Regions from separate parts of the Sus scrofa genome. Here all the other regions are linked to region 3. The links are chromatin contacts, called in public Hi-C and promoter capture Hi-C maps. All regions are on one chromosome and are shown on one strand. The core of a region is the stretch at or near the end of the contact, and the rest is flanking DNA. Distances in the headings are between cores, read along the strand shown. Region 1 holds the start of PNKD (probable hydrolase PNKD). Region 2 holds the start of CTDSP1 (carboxy-terminal domain RNA polymerase II polypeptide A small phosphatase 1). Region 3 holds the start of CNOT9 (cell differentiation protein RCD1 homolog).

Region 1 (2,700 bases), core at 81-2,580, 240 kb after region 3:
GCTCAACTGGCTCTCACCCCAAGCTCCCCAAAGAGAGGATGAGGCCAGGGACCCAAATCTCAATCAAATTAGCTCAATTTACGCCACACAAAACCTACTTGTCTCTCCAATTCCACATACTTTCCCACCTCCCCTGCCCCAGTCCTCTGAGAGGCCCATGCTCACATCCAGCAATTCTGTCTCCACAACCTTGGATTCAGCTCACCACCTGAAACTTGGAGAAGTTTCTGGGTCCCACCCTCCCCTGGTGCCACTCCCCATTGGTGGGCAAAGGGTTAAAACTCACCAGGCTAGTCCCACAGCTTTCATGGGGTTCTTGCCCCTCTTTCTGGGAATGTATTCCAGCTCAGGGGGTAGGGGTTCAGGCTCCTCCTTGCACTCTGGGGAGCTCTGGCTTTGCAGTGCCCGGGTCCTGTTCTGGGAAGCCTTGTTAGCTGTGGCTCCTGAGAGAATCCCTGTGGATGGAGGCAAGGAAAGTCAGTGAGAGAGGATGAGAAGGAATCCCGGGGAGGAGTGGTTGTGATCTGAGGAAGGGGAGTGACTGCGGTCTGGAGTAACAAGTGCCAGGGAGAGTCCAGAGGGAAATGGGAAAATTGCCATCGAGGTGGCACCTTTGAAAGCCACTTCCACGTCACTGCGGGCTCATCACCCCGGTGCCAGGAGAGCGAGCTTCGCTGTTCTTCATTTCAGACGGCAGGATGTGAAGGACTGCAGTGGGGCTCACAAGAGGCGTATGAAGGAAATCCGAGAAAAGGTTTCCAAACTGCAGAATGTTAGTACTGGAAGGGAGCGTAAAGGTAGTCTACTCCATCCCCTCATTTTATAGAAGAGGAAACTGACGCCCCGAGAGACGAACTGCTTCGCCCAAGGTCAAACTGCTAATTATCCGTGGCTAGAACCCAAGCCTTCAGAAGCCCAGGGCTCTTTCCTCTGCACTGCGGTGAGTGTGAAACATCTAGAACGCGGGAGTCTAGAAGGCTTCCTCGGGGCTCCCTTTCGCTCCAAGACTCCAGAGTTACGGTGTAACCGGAAGGCTGAGGGGATGGAGTGGGTGACCTCTAGACAGCATCTTTTAGCCCCCTGACTCTTTAAGATCCTGCAGAGGGGTGCAGGCAGCAAACAACACCCTGACCTTCCGCTATCACTGAGCGAGATGTGAAAAAAAAGGGATCCCCTGCAGTCCTACCCTCCCCAGGGTCCCTCTCCTTACCCCGGAGGACGCGGGCATTTCTCGCCCCCCGGCCCTTCAGCGCCGTAGCAGCTACCACCGCCGCCATGTTCAGATCCCACCCCCCTTCACCGCGCTCCCCGCCGGGAATTGTAGTTTGCGTAAGGGGCCTCCCCCGCTCCTTCCGTCTGTCCTACAGATCAGAAACTACATTTCCCAGAAGCCTGCGGAGCGGACCCAGGAGAACTACTCTTCCCAGGAGACCCCGGAGGCGCGCACGCTCGCTTGTTTCTCTCCTGTTGGGGGCGGAGTCAGGCCGGGCGGAGTTTGGGTTCCCCCGACCACGCCCCGGGCTCTTCTCCCAACTCTGCCCTGTGATTGGTGGTTCAGCGAGTCCACCCCCTTCGCTATTGGTCGAGAGGCCGTCGCTCTCTCTGCCGGGTGGTCGCCTACTCCTACTTCCTCCCGGGAGGAGGGGCTCGAGTTCCGCGTCGTCGCGCAGAGCTGACTCTGGGAGGCGTTTGGGCCCAGAGAAGTGGATCCGCCGCTTGCGCCGCATGGAGTCTGAATCGGAAAGCGGGGCTGCCGCTGACACCCCCCACTGGAGACCCTAAGCTTCCATGGTGATGAAGAGATTATCGAGGTGGTAGAACTGGATCCCGGTCCGCCGGACCCGGGTGAGAGCTGCTGATCCTCAGGCCATGGGACAGGAGGCGCTCACCCCTGGCCTTTGACCCTTGCTTCCCCTCCCTCCCCTTCTCCCCCCACCCCACCGGTCAGTCCCACTGACCTCCTTCGCCCTTCCTCTCTCCCCCAACCCCACACTTAGTTCTCAGGCCTGGCCGGGGTGGGGGTTCCCCTGACGCCTCCTCTGGCCCTTCCCCTCACACACCCCCTTCCCATCATCCCCTCGGTCCTCCCTTCCCACACGGTCGCTGGCCAACCCCAGGTCCTCAGACCTCTCCTGTCCTCCGTCCCACACGCCCCCCCTCCTCCCTGCCGCCTCTTCACCCCTTCTGTCTGACCTCACCTTGCTCTCTTGCCACATGACCCACCCCAGCCTCGGGCCTCCCCACGCTTCGCATCCCACTTACCGCCTGTCGAGCCTCGTCTTTTAACCCTCTCCCCAAAGCAGACGACCTGGCTCAGGAGATGGAAGATGTGGACTTTGAGGAAGAGGAAGAAGAAGAGGGCAATGAGGAGGGCTGGGTTCTGGAACCCCAGGAAGGGGTGGTCGGCAGCATGGAGGGCCCAGACGATAGCGAGGTCACCTTTGCATTGCACTCAGGTAGGTGCCTGAGGAGGTCCGTCATAAACTCGGTCCAGGTGGGCACTTGAGCATCAGGCGTCCCCTGTGTAGGGCACGTTATGAGGGACACAGAGGTGGGAAAATGCTGGCCCTGCCCTGGAGGAGCTCACGGGTAGGGGGGCAGTGCGATGGCATGGAGGAGAGCTTGGCTCTTGGAGTCAGTTGAGACACTTGGGTTCAAATCCTATCCCTGTTGCTTGCCTGTGTATGATCTTTATCAACA
Region 2 (2,700 bases), core at 94-2,593, 140 kb after region 3:
GGCCCAGAGGCAGGGAGCAGGGGCCTGGGCCAGTGTCCTGCGGTCATCTGCTGGCCCCGCCTCCTCCACCCCCGCACGGACCTCCAACCATGATCCGCCCACCCTCCAAGCGCCCCTCCACCCGGGCCCCCTGCCCCTGAGGGGTGCGAGGCCCCCCAGAGGTGGCAGGATCTTCCTAGCCTCTGAAGTCATCACCCGGACAGGGAGGAGCAGACCCCTCAGCTCAGACCCGTCAGCCCTGGGAAGCCCGGCCGAGATGGGCGGCTTCCCGGGTCGGTAGTGTGGGCATAGGCCTGGCGCCCACCGGCCTGAAGCCGGGGCACCGCGTGCACTGTCACGACGCTCGGGTCTCCCGGCGGGCGCGCTGGGGACCCTTAGAAGTGGTTACCCCTCTCTGGAGCCTCTGAGAGGCTCGGCGCCTCCACGCGGGGCGCGCAAGTTTGTGGGGAACGTGGCTGTGTGTTGGCGGGAGATGCAACCCACCCCAGTCCGCTGTCACCTCCGCGCCCCCTCCCGCCACCCGACTAGACCGCGGCCCAGAGGGGGCGGAGTCTCAGCTGGTGGCCTGAAGGCGCCCTCTTTTACCCCCCCCATCTCCCAGTCCCATTGGCGCCAACGCGGGGGTGGGGGGGGGGCGACTCTCCGGCACGGTGCACAGCCAGTCTAGGAGACCCGGAGGGCTCCCCTTCTCTACCCCTTCCTCAGTTTCCCCGACTAGAACAGACAGGAGTGCCCCAAAGGCGCCAGGCCCCGCCCCGCGCCTCAGAGCCTCCGCAAGTTCAAACACTCATCCCGCTCCCCCTCGGGTTGGAAGCTTCGGCCCCCGCCGAGGCGGGCGGCCGGGGTGGCGGTGGCGGCTGCCCGGGAAGGTCCCGGGCCCCTCCTTCCTGCGGTGCCCGGGCTGCAGCCCCCTCCGCGCGCCCCAGTACCTTTGCCCCGTAGCGGACTCCGCGCTTCCTCCTTGGTGATCTGAGTAATGACGGCCGAGCTGTCCATGGGGCCGGGCGCGCTCCGCTCCGGCCGGACTCTGGCCCGGGCGCCCGGCCTCCCCCCCGGCTCGGGCCGGAATCGGGGCGCGGGGGGGAGGGGAGGGGTGGGAGGGAGGGATCCCCGCGAGCTTCGGAGGGGAGGGGAGCCAGGTTCTAAGGGGGAGGGGGAGGGAGGGGGCGCGGAGGAAACTTTGTTACAACATGGAGTTTCCTCCCCGCGAGGCGGATGCAAACATGGAACCCGGGCGCCGTTTCAAGGCTCCCCCTTAAAAGGGCAACGGCTTCGGCGTGACCTGGACTCTGCTCGGGCTTTCAACACTTCAGGGGCCGGCGCGGCTCCGCGGGCTGGGAGGCGGGCCCGGCCGGGTTCCTGCCGCGCTCCAGGGGGCGTCGCCTCCCTTCCTGCCTCCCGCCCGCCCGCGGGGCCAAGCCTCTGCGGCTGCGTGGCAGGACCGGCAGCCGGCCCACAGTTCCCCGACTCTTGGCTGCCGGGGGCCAGGCCCCGCCCCCGCCCTGCCCTACCCTACCCTAGCCTACCCAATCGCCCACGCCCAGGAGTGCCCTAGGGCGGTGCGGCTCCTCCCCTGCACTCTCCGAGGGTCGCGGGCTGACAGCTTCTCGGTTTCCTCTTCTGGGAAATGGGAATTACACCATCTGGTCTATAAAGTGGGTCTTCTCTCCGACGGTCGTAAGGCTTATTTCGCAGGGATGTCGTGAGCGTGTAAAGGCTCTTTGCTACCTTCAGACGGCTGTGCAGATCCACACAGTTAAGCTCTTAACTGGGCTGTGACCGCGACTCACCGCAGTCTCTGGCTCCTTCCCCTAAACCCAGAGCTGTAGGGCGTGAAAATGCCAACTGCCTGCCCCGGGATTCCCTCAGCCGCCCCGCCACGTCCACTCCCCGTGCGCACTCCAGCTACCTGACTTTCCCGCCCGGAGCCAAGCGCCTCCACGCGCTTCAGGGCCTTTGTGCGTGCTGTTCCCTCTACGTGAAATGCACTTCCTCCCTCTCCGCATAGCCAAATCCCACGGACCTCGAAGAGGAAATGACACTCTCTCCAAGAGGCCTTCCTAGGTCCTCTACTCCCCAGCCGGCCACTCTGTGACTATTGAGGAAGGGGAAAATCGGACGGCGGCCCCCACGCATTGGTCAACCGTGGACTCAAGCCCTGCAGGCTCAATGCCTGACTATGGGCATCACAGTCATCAATTGTTTGGAGGACCTTGAACACACGTTCCGCCTGGGTCTGTGCAGACAGACCGGCAGGCGCGGGGCCAGCGTTTCCACGCAGATTCTTTACAAAGGAAACTCCCGTGTGGTGCGTGGTTAGGTCTGAGGGTGGTCTATCTTCTTTCTTTCTTTCTTTCTTTCTTTCTTTCTTTCTTTCTTTCTTTCTTTCTTTCTTTCTTTCTTTCTTTCTTTCTTTCTTTCTTTTTCTTTCTTTCTTTCTTTTCTTGTTTATTAAGATCCTTGCATTTGTCGTTATTACTTTTTGTTCACATTTTAAAAATACTAATATCGCCAAGCCTTGACAAACACGCCTCAGCACTTCCTTCCCCCGCGGGCCGCGGGGCGGGGCGGGGCAGGGCGGGCGCGTCCTGTCCCGTCCGGCCGCGGGGTGCGAGCGCGGCGCACGTCCTCCAGGCCCGGAGAAGGGGGGTGCGGAGGGGGCAGAGGCCCCGCGCGAGGGGCAGGACACGAGGGGAGCGG
Region 3 (2,700 bases), core at 131-2,630:
AAACGAAACTACCAGAACTACTTCAAATAGGGTGGTCAGGCAAGGAGACTGAGATAGAGACCTGAGGAAGAGAAGCCGACATCTATAGCAAAGGAAGGAGGTGGGGGAGTGTCTGTGTGTGAGTATGTGTGTGTGTGAGAGAGAGAGCATTCTAGGAATAGAGATCAGAAGGTGCAAGCTGGAGTGTAAAAGCATAGGGAGAAAAGATGGAACTGAGGCCAGTGTAGCTGGAGCCTGCGGAGCAGTGACAAGAGACTGAAAACGAGGGTCAGGAACATAACGTTCAGGGAGGACCTTGTAGGCCGAGGCAAGGAGTCTGGATATTATCTCAATGCAATGGGAAGCCATAGGATTACTTCAGGCAGGTTGATTTACACTGTTTTTCTTGGTGAAAGATCACGCTGGTAAAACGAGATGTGAAAAAAGGTTGTAATCTCAGAGAATCGAAAGTCAAACGTAGTAACTGTTCACTTCTCCGGGTCTCGGATTTTGCATCTGTAAAGCAAGTGGCATGAGCTAAAAGCCATTTCCTCCCCGCCGCGATGTGCCTAGGCTGGGAGTTTCGACAGCATGGGTCATGTCAGACAAACTGCGGAACTCCCCTCGCTCCGCCGACGCCAAGCACGCAACTGACGCCCTGAAACTGTTGGTCAAGCAAATGAATCAATGAATGGCGGGTCGGGGCTGCGAAGGAGGCGCTCTGGCCGCGGGACCAGGCCCCGGGGCCTGAAAAGAACGCACTACGCGGCACGCCAGAGGCCGCGAGAGCCGGCCGGCGAGGAAAGCGGGGGCCTGCTCCGCCACAGCCAAGCGCGGCGAGGAGGGAGGCCCGGGCCTCGCGGGTTGAGGGCAGGAGGAGCAGGACTCCCGGACCGAGACAGGGAGCTGGAAAAGAAGGCCGAAACGCGGGGTTAAGGAAGGCTTCTGGGCCCCAGGCCTGGCGGCCCGGGCACTTACCGCAGCCGTCGCCAGACTGTGCATGTTGGGAGCGGCCGCCGCTCTCCTCCAACTGCCGGACGCGCCGGACTCGCGTCCCAGCTTCAGCGCCTCTGCCGCCAAAGATGATGAGCCGCCGCAGCCGCCATCCGCCTCCGGCTCGCTCCGCCCCCTTCGCAGCCCTCTGACCTTTCACCTCTGACCCCTCCCACACTACCTCTTCCCGCCTCTCAGCTCTCCAAAGAGTTAACAGTCCTAGAGTTTATCCTTTGTCCCTTAAGATTCAGGACCAGAAGGACGTCTGCCACCTACTAGTCCTCGCATTCCCCGGCTCGGAGCAGGTATCCCCATAGAGGGGCGTGAACTCTGAGCCTCCTCCAGAGGCCAGTAAAGGGCGGGAAAAACCCGGCAGTCTGGAGGGGACAAGTAGTGCGCATGCCCAACAGGGCTGACGCGGAGGGAAATGGTGGGCGGTGCAAAGTGCGTGAGATGGATAGTGCGCGTGCGTACTACGATCAGTACAGGGGCGGGGCTACCTCTGCGAGATTTCCCTCGGTGCTGGGGCGGGGCGAGGGCGTAGGAGGGGCGGAGTTTCCAGGCTTTCGCGCACGCACCTCGTCTGGTCGCGTCGAGTGTGCGTGCGTGCGTGCGTGTTTGCGTGTGGTCACAGTTCCCGCCATCAGCCGCTCTCCCTGACTGGGGGAGTGAGCGGCCCCTCTCTTTCGTGTTTGGTGTCCCTTCCTTCCTTACCCCCAGCTCCTCCCCCTCCGCTTGGACTCCGTGCTTCCGGCAGGCCTGTCCGGCGCTCCGGACTCGCGGGCACAGGTAAGGCGGGCCCGGCGAGCGTCTCCACAGAGCCGTTTTACCCTGGCCCCCCCACCCCCCGCCCCTTGCGGTCCGCCCACTCGGCGTTCACTCCTCTGGAGTTCGTCCGGCTGCTGCTCAGCCCGCCCCCATCCCCGCGACGCCCCCTCTGGCCTCACAGGTACTCTACTTGGGTCTTCCCCCAGGCTTTCCCCCTCCTTTGACCTGGTCTTTTACTGTCACTCGCTCCCCCCCGCAACTCAAACCTGGCTCCTTTTTGCTGGGGGCTGTCCTCCGCTGCGCCCCCCTTAGCGAGGCCTGCTATCACTTAAGGTGACTTCCGTTGCCGCACGTCCATCAGGCCTTGGGACATGATACTGTTTCATTCTATTGACCATTCTTCATCTTCTCTCCCTTAACCATCTCTTAACTAAAAAGCATGAATTGTATTTTTGTCGTGGTTTTGGTTGGTTGTTCCCCATCTTTAGCCATCGGATCAGATTGTCAGGTTTACCCGTTGTAGGTCATGACACGAAAAGATAATTGATGACAAAATCCTCTTTCTGGAGAGTTGGCCTGGAGTAATTTTATAATCCTTTCAAAATGTAGTTTCTGTGTAAATGCCTATTTTGTGGAGGCACTATCCGACATGTCTAACTGGAAAAGCTATCAGAGGATGTCAAGTAGGCAGTTGATTATACTGGGTTTGCGCTCAGAATAGAGTTCTGAGTGGATATATAGGCAGATGTGTGTGTATATAACTATATACAGGTCTGTGCGTGCATGTATATATATCTATATCTATATGTATATATCTGTTATGTTGAAAGTAATTGAAGCTCTGGTTGTGGATGAAATTGCCTAAAAAGAGTACAGTGCTAGAAAGGAAGGGGACCTCGGATGGGGCACTGAGGAATTCTTGGCATTTCGTAGCTGGATAGAGGAGTACAAGTTTTGTAG

The links. Promoter capture Hi-C pulls out the DNA fragments that hold promoters and counts their contacts. A called contact is a pair of places that touch in the nucleus more often than the background predicts.
Region 1: a contact with region 3 is called in a Hi-C map of liver, with 6 times the contacts expected there. The contact joins the promoter of PNKD here to the promoter of CNOT9 in region 3. A contact is called at or near these places in 2 of 5 promoter capture datasets (fetal liver and liver), 4 of 47 Hi-C or Micro-C datasets (alveolar macrophages, heart right ventricle, liver and 1 more) and 1 of 2 datasets of contacts at active chromatin or transcription factors (alveolar macrophages).
Region 2: a contact with region 3 is called in a promoter capture Hi-C map of liver, with 5 times the contacts expected there. The contact joins the promoter of CTDSP1 here to the promoter of CNOT9 in region 3. A contact is called at or near these places in 2 of 5 promoter capture datasets (fetal liver and liver), 7 of 47 Hi-C or Micro-C datasets (alveolar macrophages, blood, epiblast stem cells and 3 more) and 1 of 2 datasets of contacts at active chromatin or transcription factors (alveolar macrophages).

The regions. Positions count from the first base shown.
Region 1 is chr15:120,344,171-120,346,870 of Sscrofa11.1, reverse strand. PNKD (probable hydrolase PNKD) reads right to left here and starts at 1,330. Exons shown (of 10, transcript XM_021076195.1): 1 at 1,211-1,330; 2 at 287-455. The coding sequence starts at 1,277. AAMP (angio-associated migratory cell protein) reads left to right here and starts at 1,420. Exons shown (of 12, transcript XM_021076200.1): 1 at 1,420-1,759; 2 at 1,762-1,845; 3 at 2,304-2,456. The coding sequence starts at 1,726.
Region 2 is chr15:120,449,292-120,451,991 of Sscrofa11.1, reverse strand. It overlaps CTDSP1 (carboxy-terminal domain RNA polymerase II polypeptide A small phosphatase 1), which reads right to left and starts at 1,343. Exons shown (of 6, transcript XM_021076473.1): 1 at 930-1,343. The coding sequence starts at 996.
Region 3 is chr15:120,589,034-120,591,733 of Sscrofa11.1, reverse strand. It overlaps CNOT9 (cell differentiation protein RCD1 homolog), which reads right to left and starts at 1,380. Exons shown (of 9, transcript XM_001925220.5): 1 at 958-1,380. The coding sequence starts at 981. USP37 (ubiquitin carboxyl-terminal hydrolase 37) reads left to right here and starts at 1,504. Exons shown (of 24, transcript XM_003133658.6): 1 at 1,504-1,761.